Linked DNA regions of Triticum aestivum: region 1 is linked to region 2. The links are chromatin contacts, called in public HiCAR-type maps. All regions are on one chromosome and are shown on one strand. Each heading gives the region's core, a stretch centred on a gene start, on an enhancer-like site or on the middle of the called end of the contact. The rest is flanking DNA. Distances are from core to core; before and after follow the strand shown. Region 1 holds the start of LOC123104513 (B-box zinc finger protein 18). Region 2 holds the start of LOC123104510 (kinesin-like protein KIN-7J).

Region 1 (6,218 bases), core at 1,279-3,778, 190 kb before region 2:
TTTTTTAATAGTACTGCAGAAAGGATTTGCACATGCATCAGACATGCACTACTTTGGACAATAGTATGGCTATATATTACCTAAAAGCATAATAGAGCCATAACTTTATCATTTGAATTTACAAATCAAGAGCACAACATTTGCTCCAGCTTGACCAAATAAGATACTGAATAGACTTTGGAACGCCAGTGCTTGTGATGAATTGTAAACCAACATAAGTAGCATCATTCTTCGTATGAAAAAATAACAGGATATAGCCTTCCCCATTTTTCTGTATGAAATTGGGACTACCATTTATACTATTTGTAAAATTTTGCTGACAAAAATGGTGTTTTCACCTTTAAGCAACTTTAATATGTTGTGCAACACAAATGCTCCCGACAATGTCACCACACTAGCAATGTCAGAACACCTATTTGGAGGGGGGCATTAATCACTATTTGGGCTCATTTGCAGTTCTGCAAAAGGTCAAGTAGGCACTCTTTTGGTAACGGAGCAAATTGCTTGGAAAACGTATGCTCCAGCGTGCAACATGCCACGAACGTCCTAGCAGTTTGGGAACTTCCAGTAGGTTGCAGAAAATTGGTAGGTGGAGGGACCACTTCTAGTCCCAGTAGTATACTTGCTAATTAGCAAAATAGTATTGTCTTCTAATCACATACACATGCTTTGACAAGGCAACAGTTTCGTACACAACTACACAATTTATTATCAACTGGAAACAGAAACATAGTCCTAGCATACTGTGACAAACACTAGCTAGTGTGACACCTTCTTTTAAGTTCATGAGAAGACCTGGGTTCTTATGTTGGGCAATCAGCGTGCATGAGTTCTGTAGAAGATCTAATGCTGACAAGTACTGTTCATTAAACATGTATTCCTTCCGTCCCAAAATAAGTGTCTCAACATGCGCAAAAAAAAAATAAGTGTCTCAACTTTAGTGCAACTTTGTAAATAAGTGTCTCAACTTTAGTGCAACTTTGTACTAAAGTTAGTACAAAGTTGAGACGCTTATTTTGGGACGGAGGGAGTATTACAGAACATCAAAGGAAAGAAAAACGAGCATACAATGGTTATAAGATGATAATAGGCACCGTAAAAGATTATCATTTCAACATTTTTATAAGAGCATTTGACACCTCCAACAAAGCACAGCAATAGCACAGAACGGACAGATAAAGTAATTAATGGGTAAATCAAGACATAATATAAAAATAATAGCAACAAGCCAAAAATGTTCAAAGAACTATTGTTTATGAAATGTGTTTCATAATATGTCAAACAAAAATGATCAAAATCTAGAAATGATTGGGCGCATGAAGCCACCGGGACCTCAGCCCACCCACATGCACAATAACCCACATATAGTACCATCAACATCAGCTATAGCTTTATCAGACAGCAGCATCCACCTCGGTACATTTAAACTGGTTTAAAAAGCATTTCATGCCAAGTTGGAATGTTCACCTAAAAAACAATATGTACTTTGTATGCACTGCTGATTTTGAATAGCATGATACCGATTCTGTAGCTTCTCAGAAAACAAATAAACCAAGGTCACAGCCTACATCATAAGGTATACTGTGTAGGGAATATCATTTGCATTTCGCATAACTAGTTTTACCACTAAAAGAATGAGAAAAAGAATAGAGAATATTCTCATTTATACAGATTGGCCATTTCGGAACTGAACTTCAAGTGATCCATAAGCATAAGTTTTCGAGGATAAGAACAACGTTTGACACATGAGCAACAAAGTTGTGTAAACCAATCACCCTTTTTTTTTGCCCCATCGCACCGTATTGAGAAATTTGTAGTCTCGCAAGGTAAGCTAAACCATAATCTCTACAGAGTCACCAACTATATGTGGGATTCGGGGTGCAAGCCCATGGTAATCACCAGACTCGAAATACGTAGATATAGCAGGAATATTAGTAATTTACTACTGTAGTATGAAGCCAACGCCATAGTGAACGAAAAATTTCAGATAAAGGGAGTAGCCTTTTCAAAGTTGTTTTTCAAAAAACGTCAGAGCTGTCAGGACAGCTCTCCCAGATCCACCATGCGAGAAGACGAACGTAGTGGAGCGATTCTCTCGATCGCAGCTCCAGATCTACCCAGCCATCGGAGCAACAGCCAGCGACCCGTGGCTGGTCAACACCGCATACTGAGGCAGCAACGCCAAGGCGTAGCCCGATCCGCGTGGCTGGACAGATGGTCGCGGGAGTAGGGAGAGAGCGCGCACCTTCTCGTCGCAGGGACGGCAGAGGGCGGCCTCGTCGGCCGCGCAGAAGAGCACCGCCACCGCGCTCTCGCACACATCGCAGATCGTCCTCATCCCGCCGCGGCGCGCGCAGTCATCGTCCGCCCTCCATCCCGCCCTCCCTCCTCACTCCCCTCCGCGCGCTACGTCCTCTCTCTCCGCCCTCGGATCAACCTCTCTCCGCCTCCGCGCTGTGCTGTGCTGTGCTTCGGCTGCGGCGACAAGTCGGCAGCGGGGAGGGCGACTGGACGGGTAGAAGACGCGGCAGCGGCGGGAGCCGGGGGTGTTTGTGGGGAGGGAGGGAGGAGGGAGGAGGCGGAGGCGAGATGTGATGTGGCAGCGACTCGCGAGCTGGAGGCGGAGGACTCCCCGCGGGACTGGTGGTGCGAAGCCGCCGCGGGATCGGCGGTGGGGCCCCGCGACCCACGGGCGCACACCCCCGTGGACCCGGCCCACGCGGCCGCGGGCCGTACGGCGCGCGGGCCCCCCCGGCGTCTCTGCGGCGTGCCGACCTCCGGCGCATGGACCCGGCTCATGCCGCTGTAAAGCGGGAGGGGGTACGCCCAGCTTTGGGGCTGCTTCGGGTACCGGATAAAATGGCCGACCCGCGCCGCTGACGGTGGGGCAGGGGTATCCTGGGCTGGCTGGATCTGACACGTTGAGGCTTCTCGGATGGGCCTGGTGGTGGTGGTGGGTGGGTGGGTTTTGTGGATTTGGGATTTGATTTTTAGGGGGAGGTGGGCCCAAGAGAGGCGTGCGCCACGAACTAGAAAAGGGCCGTGTGTGTGGCTGTGAATCCGTCGCTGGGTGGTTCTCTTCTCCCGCCAAATGTCTACTGGTAGGTGCGTCGCTGTCTTTTTTAAAAGAGTGACATATTTGGTATGCTGCCTCATGCCTAATTTTGGATTACTGCCTGGAAAACTATATATACTCCCTCCATTTTTGTATACAAGGCCACAAACTTATATTACAGGTACCAAGGTAGAAATCAATGCCTACTTAAACCAATGTTGCAAGCTAGTCTTTTTTCTCACTTGACGTGTTAATTAATGTGCATTTTCTCTTCAACACACAACAAGACAACCCTCCCACTCCTCATTGGTTGATTAATGTGATACACGAAAACCAACCTTCTCATTCCCACATGCATGCAAGGGATATTAATGTCCTCGGTTGTTAGTACGAGGCAAACCTCATCAATTTTACCTCGATTGATGTTAGTGGCCTTGTATAGATGCAAATTGTAATTTTGATAGTGGTCTTGTATACAAAAATGGAGGGAGTGCTACTTTTTGCCTTACAGATGTGGAAGGTGCGGGCTGCAATGATAACGCACTTACCATATTTTGAAGTGGTGACACATTTATCATACTTTGCAGTGGCAACAAAGTTTTTTTAAGATAAGGTTACTTTATTGATCAAATGGCAACACTGCAAAGAGTCGCCCGTATGCAATCCGGATCAGAATGAAAAACACAAAAACTAACATAATTTTTACATGATTTAGGTAGCACATGAGGCAAAGACATCAGTCACATGCTTAATATCAGCCACGACTGAATCAATGAGAAATCTATCAATGACAAGTGTGGGGTGTCTGCCCATACCTTCATATTCTATCAACGACAAGTGTGGCGTGTCATCCCACGAGCTTCTGTCTGACCTAGTTCCAAGCATATATATATTCAGTCTCCTCCAGAGGAAAAAGTTTATTGTGTTTTACGATACGGAGCCACCACCCCTCATGTTTTTCATCGAGAGCACTAATTTGGAGTCTGTTCTGGGCTCCGGAGAGAGGGATTCGCCACCGTCGTCATCACCAACCATTCTCCATCAACAATTTCATGATGCTCATCACCGAGAGTGGTAAATTCCTTTGTAGGCATACTGGACGGTTGAAGGTGTCCTAGACTAGGGGGCCTCGGCCCAGGTGGCTTAGTTTGTGGGTCGAGCTAGTGGCCTGTTAATGAGGAAGGACTCCGGAGACCTCCAACCTATGTGTATCCGGCTTCACCAAAGATGTGGCGTGTGCTCCAAGAAAATCTATTAGATTCGGCATGCAAACCCTAGATGCCAACCGACCATGTGTAACTCTAGATACCCTTAGTTCATATATAAACCAGCGGGTTTAGTCCTTAGACGCATTTCATACATTCAGCATCCTCATACCCCTAGGGTTTAGACCACAACTCACGATCTCGAGGTAGATCAACTATGTACTTTGATACATCCATAATATAAGCAAGAGCAGGACGTAGGGTTTTACCTCCTTAAAGAGGGCCCGAACCTGGGTAAAAACACCATGTCGTCTATCTCTTGTTACCCATCGATCCAATCTAACAGCTCAGCCCCCTACCCGACGTCTGCCGGTTTTGACACCGACATTGGTGCTTTCATTGACACCTCACTGTTGATCGCCCCGGACCGATGGCTTCACCAACCGATTATCCGAGTCTCCCTAGCTCCATAGACGCATCGACGACTCTCGCCAACGGGCCATCCAGAGACCCGACAGATCTCGAATCGCATTCCCCCTTCGAGGTGGTAGGGCACGATCGCGAAGTCTTCTGGAGCTTTACGCTCCTTTTACCAGTTTGGCCAACGGAATCCAACCTAAAGGAACCTCGGATCCAAGCCCTCCCATGAGGAGTAAGCATGAAAATAATAAGCCAGGAGATGCTGGTGTTTCGGATGTCAAGCCAAGCCCGGGGACTTCCTCTTCAGTGCACTCTCCCCGCAAAGGACATGGGGGAGCCTCAGAGCTCCCCCCCCCATTGGATTAGGATTTTTTTACCCCACCCACCACCCACATTGAATACTGTCCAAGTAACTCGGGGCCTCCCAATGTCTGTGACCCGCTAGACGTAAAACAGCATTCCGAAGAGACAATTCGAGAATTTTGGTCATGATTCTTGCTCATTAAGAACAGAATAGCCAACTCCCCAGATGCGGAAGCACTGGCTGCCTTTAGCCACAACTGTCATGATGAGGGACTGTTAAACTCCCTCGCTCGGTGTCGAGTCCACACCTTCTTCGAACTCTCAGAGTTGGTGATAAAATTTTGCGCCATTGAAGAGGCCTGGCTGTCCCAGGAATTAGTGTACTCGAATGGATCAAAAACACATGACCTCGCATAATGAGAGCCATTCAAGCAACCCGTGCTAGTAGAGTCATCTCCAAAAATAAAGAAGACGAGATCCCAGACCACCCTAGATGGACTGCTGAATCAACCATGCCCTATACACTCTATTTTAGTCAACACCAATCCAACCCGCAGCCTTCGAGCCTATTGGGTTGTGAAACAAGTGGCCAAGGGTGGCGAGGCCCTCCTCGCAAATAGGCACACCATTAGTTATTCCGCAAAGCCCTTGGAAGAAGCTGAGGTCCTGATGATTTACCAAACATACAAGTCAGGGAATAAAAGAAAACGGGCTCTACAGGAGCTCGTCCATGCCCCGATACGCACACCACCGTCCGCGTGGTCACGTTCGAGCAGCACGATCAGCCGGTGGTCGACTTAAGCCGATGCCCAGCCGCTCTGGTTCTCGGCCCCATAGTGGACGGATGCCGACTACATAAAGTGCTAATGGACGGCGGCGGTAGCTTAAACCTCAGTTACGAAGGCACGTTGGAAAAAAATGCAATTTGATACAACTCGCATCCAGCACAACTCTATTACATTCAAAGGAATTATCCCGACAAGGAATCACGATGCAAGGGAAAAAGATCATTGATGTTGTCTTTGGCACTCCCGAGAACTATCGGTCCGAGGAGTCGACTTTCCACGTCGTGCCCTTCCGAAGTTGTCGTGGAATTGTCACAGCAAATGTCCTAGTGAAAGGACTTAAGCGTGGAGCCATCGCAACTAGGAAGCTTAAAGGGGTTAAAACGGGAAAAAGGACACAAGCGTTATACTGGTTCGGCCCCTTGTGGTGAAGGTAAAGGCCTAATCCAG
Region 2 (6,310 bases), core at 2,742-5,241:
CATTCAGCATCTTTTTCACAGATTTTGTGACTTCGTCATCAGGGAGTTGGATTTTAGTGTGTCGGAGTGGGTCATCGACACTATCAGTATACTTGCACATCAAATTGGGGCGCCGGCTTAGAGGCAAAATGCTCCATGATATCCAGCAGCGTGCAAGGTCTATTCCTGTTAAACCATTGGCCATGAAGGCCCGGAGCTTGGACAGTTGAGGAGCATATTTAATTCTCTCCTTGGCGCTTAGCCTTTGTGGAAAAGGGTGAGTGTTGCTGAGCCGTTCCAGACGGAAGCCAGGCAAGGGATTTTCATTGTCAGGGGAGGTATCCTTGCAATAAAACCAAGTTGCGTTCCACTCCTTGGGGTGAGTATGGAGTTTGACGTGGGGATAGGTGATTTCTTTCCTTTTCTGAATGGCCATACCGCCCAGTTCGGTATTAGGGCCGTCAGTGAATTCAGTACGGCGGTTCAGATGAAAGAGATCTCTAAATAACTCGACTGAAGGCTCCTCTTGAAGGTATGCCTCAGAAAGTACTTGAAAGTGACATAGATTGGTGACGGAGTTGGGGCCAATATCCTGTGTACGGAGTTGAAAGTTGGCTAACACATCCCGATAAAACTTAGAGCCGGGCGGTTTGAAGCCCCGGGCCATATGATCTGCGAAGACCACGACCTCTCCTTCCTGGGGCGTAGGAGGACATTCATCTCCAGGAACCCTCCAGTGGATCGTATCTTTACTATCCAAAGCGCCGATCAGGACTAGATCGTCCAACTGTGATTCTGTGACGCGAGAGGGAACCCAGTTGCACTCATACACTTGTTTTGCCATGACGAGATCTACAAGAAATAGGTAATCCAGTTCAAGGACATGCCGGATAAAAAAAAGGGTGTTAATCTAACTACGATAAACCGGCGGCCGTACCTATAAACCGGTTTTCTACAATGCGGCGTCAAATGGGTTCTGGCGGTTCAACCAGGGGACTAATGATAGATACCGGTTTAGCAGTTTTTTCTATGGTAAAGTTAAACCGCCTGATCTAGGCGTCGGAAGCAATTGAAGCTATGGATAATTGTGTATGCAGAAACAAGTTTCACAAAATTGAGTTACAGCCGCGGATCTACAGCAAGCTCACAAAAACAGGAAATATTTCGAAGAATAAGGCGGAAACAGAAGTGAACCATTGAGCGGATATGTGCGGGAGATCTATGGGATTAGATGAAAAATTGCAAGCGGATGCTTAGGGATCGCTACTGAACACAGCAAGAGTTCGCGGATTCATTCAAGATCAGAGAACAGATATGAGCGCGTGATGAACACAGCATGAACACGGAACCCTAAGAACGGATCTAGGTTAAGAAGAGGAGAGAGAACTTACCGGGAACAGAGAAGATGCGGAAAGACGCCGCAACACTCTGGTACGTTCAGGTTGATGCAGCGGCCCGAGACGAGGCAGAGGTCGACGGTGGTGGCGGAGCTCCAAAGTCGGCGATGTGAGGAAGAAGAAGAAGAAGGGACGAAGGGGAAGAGAAAGGAAATGACCCTTCGGTCTTATTTATAAGGCAACCGAGCTAGGTCAAAACGCGCGAATCCAGGAGCTGTCATTAAGAGGGCGTTATGAATTTCATAATGACGTCATGCCGGTTTACAGTAACCAAAACTGATGACGTCATGCCGGTTTACAGCAACCGAAAATGATGACGACATGGAGATTTGCCAATTAACAGAAGATATCCAAGACGCAAGATGGTGTGAAGGATTGACATGAACCAGTTCAAATCAATCTGGGGCCTAATGTTGGGGATATTACCACTAGGCGTAAACCGGCCTACTTGGGCCGGGTTAACTTCATTAGTGGTATAAACAGATGAAGGCCCAAGGCCTGTAGTCGGTTAGAACATGTAGCCGTAAACCGGCCTGATGTATGACTTGTATTGTAAGTAAGGAATAGAGAGATACCAACCGGAATACGAGTATGAACCGGTTAGGACTCTATGGACCGACGGGCGTCACCCGTGTATATAAGGGGACGACCCGGTGGCGGTTCAGGACAGACAACCACAACTCGAGCCTAGGCGAAGCTTGTTTGCTCCCTAGCCATCGAGACCACATCAATTCCATCACAACTAGACGTAGGCTTTTACCTTCATTGAAGGGGCCGAACTAGTATAAACCCCTCGTGTCTTTGTGTCCGCTTTAACCCCTTCAAGTAAACTCGTAGCGATGGCTCCACGACTAAGTCCTTTCGCTAGGACATCTGCCGTGACAAATCCACGACAACGTCCCCGCTATAATTCAGGGGCGACTGACACAAATTACGATGGCAGAGTAGGCGAGGGAGGCGTGGCTGAGACGCTTGACATGGCGTTGTGGCTCAAGGTGGCCGGTGGCCGCGTGGGCGGCAACGGCGGCGACGCTGATTGCAGCACATGCGCGTGTGGGGCGCGGGATTCCCGTCGCGAGAGGGTGGGGGGAAGGCGAAGGAGGGGCTGGGGCATGTGGGGTGACTTTGTAGCACCTAGGTGGGGAGCATCGACGGCCATGGAGGTCGATGAACGACACAGAGGAGAGAGGGAGAGAGGAAGAAGATGACGTCTTCTCCCAAAACCACCAAAATAATAATAAAACCGCTCTAGGATCATATTTATTCAATTTTGTTAATTTCAGAGTTAAAACTGTACCAAAATAGACTTCAGAGCGGGTATTTGTCCACCGAGGCACATTTGAGGGTGAAAAATGAACTTCTTTCTTTGAAGTATCTTGCTGGGCGCTATGGCAAGAAGCGAACCGATCCAGGAACACCACCTTGGACCAAAGCCCATTTTGCGCAAGATCTCTAGAAGGAGGAATTAAGGAATTGCCAGGCCCACTGAATCAATCAAATGCTTTAGCGCTTTCTACCCGTTTCATGGTTCAGTAGACCGAACTTAGGCTTCCTTTGGTTTGGAGGAATTTCATAGGAATTCTAGAGGATAGGATTTTTATAGGATTTTTTTCTTTAGAGTCATTTGTTTCATAGGAATGGATTCCTATTCCTACATAGGATTGGTTCCTATCCTCCACATTTCATAGGAAAATAAAAATGAGCCTAGACTCAATGAAAAAATTTCTTTGATGTCAACCAAATAACATCTCGTTTCCTATTCCTACTCATAGGATTTGAGATACATGTCATCTCATTTCCTAGAAAATTTCTATTTCTACGATAATCTTATCCTATGAACCAAAAGGAGCTTATTGTGCTGTCAAGGCCGGCGCACTCCATACACGCACACGAGTCCCTGATCCCGAAGCGAGCAAGAGAGAGGCTGGCAACCAGACCGAAGGCAAAAAATGCGTGGATTGTCAGGTGCGCGTGTGGGCAGATTTGCGGATTTTGTCTCGACCGATCGGTTTGCGACGGAACGTACAGGACCACGAGGGTGAAGAGTGACGCTGACGCCTCTCTCGCTGCGTGTCAACAACCTCTTGAAGCTGACACGAAAAACCGGCGGAGGAAAACACCTCGACATTCCACCTTCGCATTGTACGTACGGGCGTCCACACGTCCCTGTCTGCCTGCCGTTCGTCTTCACTACCAACCTCTGCGCCGTGCAGTGTACATGGACGCTACCCTGAAGCCATGCAGTGGCAGTAAAGCTCCCCACGGACAAGAGCAGCCGCGGCCGGCCGCAGGAGGCGTACCGTGCATGCGCACGGGGCCGGGCATGCAGGAACAGGGAGCATGCATTAAAGCTGCTCCCGTGCCACTCGCCGTCGCCAAGTCCATCGTACGCATGGGGCACCATGAGCACGAGCGGACACATGAGCCACTGTTTCCCATTCAATTTTACCCGACGCGGACACATGATGCAGCACAGATGCATGGCTACCGCTAGTACTCCTACACCACTAGCAGCAGCAAAGGTGCGCGTTACCGCACGGCCGAACGGTCGGTTATTTTTAGGCGGCCGCGTTTTCCTTTTCCTTTCCTTGTCCGGCAGACAGGGGGTGAATGCCATAGATTCGCGGCACGTACTACGTGAGTACGTCGGTTTAGCTAGCCACCTTCGTTCACATGGCGGACACGCGGGGTCCCTCGTGAGGGAGTAGTACCTCGCAACGGTTGGTTGGCCGGCGCGGCGTCCGAGCCAGCTCCGAGAATCACCCCCTCTTGTTTCCGCGCCCCTCCCCTCCCCTTCCCTCCTCCTTCCTCTTTCTCCTCGCCTCGCCAAGGAGGGGAGGAGGTAGCTAAATTACCTACGTGCACGCGGAGAGATAGCCCGGGAGCACCTCGCCGGCGGCCGCCGGCCTTGCCGTTTCCCTCTCGCATTGTGCCGCCAGAGAGAGCAAGAGGGCGGCCATTCCTCCCGCAGGTAACCAATGAATTCACCCACCGACCTCTTCCACCTCCGCTGTGAATTGGTTGCCTCGTCTCTTCCAGATGATTTTTGCCCGCATTTTTTGTCGCGGCGCATACATGCGTCCACCTTAGTCTTGGTCCGTTCGTCGCCGTCAGTGGCCAGGAAACGTCACGTCCGTTCAAACATGGCAAGAAACAAAGGGCGCAGCATCCATTCGGCACCGCCCGCTGGCGCGCCGCTTTCGGCCCCTCCCCGAGCTCGCTTCGTACGCACCTAGTACGTGCCAAGCTCCACCGAGAGAAGAAGCTAGGCCGCGCGCGCGTGGCCGACGTCGACCGCTCGCCGACCTCGCGTCGCCTCGCACCGCCGGCGTCCGCCCGTGACCTCGCGCTTTTGGCTTTCGCGCGCGCGCTCTGCGTCCGTCCTGCCCGGGTAGCTCGACGCGACACGGGCACTACGTGCGCGCGCGGTGACCACGCGAGCGCTAGCCACCGTGCGCTCCTCGCTTCATACATACAGCACGCTGATTTCTGGTGTGCCGTCCGTTCCAGGGAGGGGGCGGAGATGGCGGGCGGGGAGGAGCAGCAGCAGGAGCGGATCCTGGTGTCGGTGCGGCTGCGGCCGGCGAACGCCCGGGAGGCGGAGCGCGGCGACGGCACGGAATGGGAGTGCGCCGGCCCCGCCACGCTCAAGTTCCTCGGCACCATCCCCGAGCGCGCCATGTTCCCGGCCAGCTACACCTACGGTAACATGCGCCCTCCTCCTGCTTAACTCCATGCATCTCAATTGATCTGCCATGGCAGACAATGTTCATTTCCCAATCGACCGTACGTCTTCCAGACCGGGTGTTCGACCCCGAGTGCAGCACCAGGCAGGTGTACGACGAAGGGGCCAAGGAGGTCGCCCTCTCCGTGCTCAGCGGCATCAACTGTACGTGCCAAAGCATCCATCCACACATCCAATCCAATGCTGTAAAATGGTTTGATGTGTACTTTCTGCCTGCTTGCATGCTCTTTGCTTTGCTCTGCAGCGAGCATATTCGCCTACGGGCAGACGAGCAGCGGCAAGACGTACACCATGGTCGGCATCACGGAGCACAGCATGGCCGAAATCTACGCCTACATAGACCAGGTGCATTGTCTGCATGGCTCTGCTGCTCTTGGTCTGCTTTGCCTGCGCTTAACCCGTGCTCTGTTTCGGGTCTTCAATTCAGCATCCCGACAGGGAGTTCATCCTCAAGTTCTCGGCCATGGAGATATACAACGAGGCCGTCATCGACCTCCTCAGCTCCGACGCCACCCCTCTCCGGCTCCTCGACGATCCGGAGGTGAGATAAAACTGCTTTCTAGCTGAAAGTCATTCAACAAAATTCTTTTCTATCAGATTCAGAGTTCATCCTACTCATGGTTGGTGCAACTGTGCTTGAATTGTTCAAGCAGAAAGGAACTGTGGTGGAAAAACTCACCGAGGAGACTCTGAGGGACAAAGGCCATCTCCTGGAGCTCCTTGCTGTGTGTGAAGGTGTGGAGCTGAATCCTTTTTTCTTTCTTTCACTGAATCACCGAAAATGGAAATAGCATATGCGCAGGCGGCTCAACTGGTTCATTACTGCTTTGCTCACTCATTTGTGTTGTGCCACAGCTCAAAGACAGATCGGGGAGACTGCCTTGAACGAAACGAGTTCCAGGTCTCACCAAATACTCAGGCTGGTAGGTGCCCTTATGGCCTTATCACACTGAACAGCGATCGGTAGTCATTCATGTTCTGCGAAAATTTGCTTGTGTTCTTAGCCTCCTGTGTAAACTGCAGACGGTTGAGAGCTCGGCCAAGCAGTTCCTGGGGAAAGGCAACTCCAGCACCCTTCAGGCTTGCGTGGTATGAAGTGAACACCTTAATTTCTTCCTGTGTTTTAGATTCTTTCGACGATACTACAGTTCCATGCATGGCCTCTGGGCTTCTCCTTCTGCGCAGAATT

What was found. HiCAR-type assays count read pairs that join an accessible place to other places.
Region 1: a HiCAR-type map of leaf shows a contact between it and region 2, with 5 times the contacts expected there. The contact joins the promoter of LOC123104513 here to the promoter of LOC123104510 in region 2. A contact is called at or near these places in 1 of 5 Hi-C or Micro-C datasets (leaf) and 1 of 1 datasets of contacts at active chromatin or transcription factors (leaf).

The regions. Positions count from the first base shown.
Region 1 is chr5A:528,802,522-528,808,739 of IWGSC CS RefSeq v2.1, reverse strand. LOC123104513 (B-box zinc finger protein 18) reads right to left here and starts at 2,528. Exons shown (of 5, transcript XM_044526378.1): 1 at 2,246-2,528. The coding sequence starts at 2,338.
Region 2 is chr5A:528,616,671-528,622,980 of IWGSC CS RefSeq v2.1, reverse strand. It overlaps LOC123104510 (kinesin-like protein KIN-7J), which reads left to right and starts at 3,991. Exons shown (of 13, transcript XM_044526376.1): 1 at 3,991-4,347; 2 at 4,887-5,080; 3 at 5,176-5,265; 4 at 5,366-5,466; 5 at 5,549-5,662; 6 at 5,775-5,856; 7 at 5,977-6,044; 8 at 6,145-6,210; 9 at 6,307-6,310. The coding sequence starts at 4,900.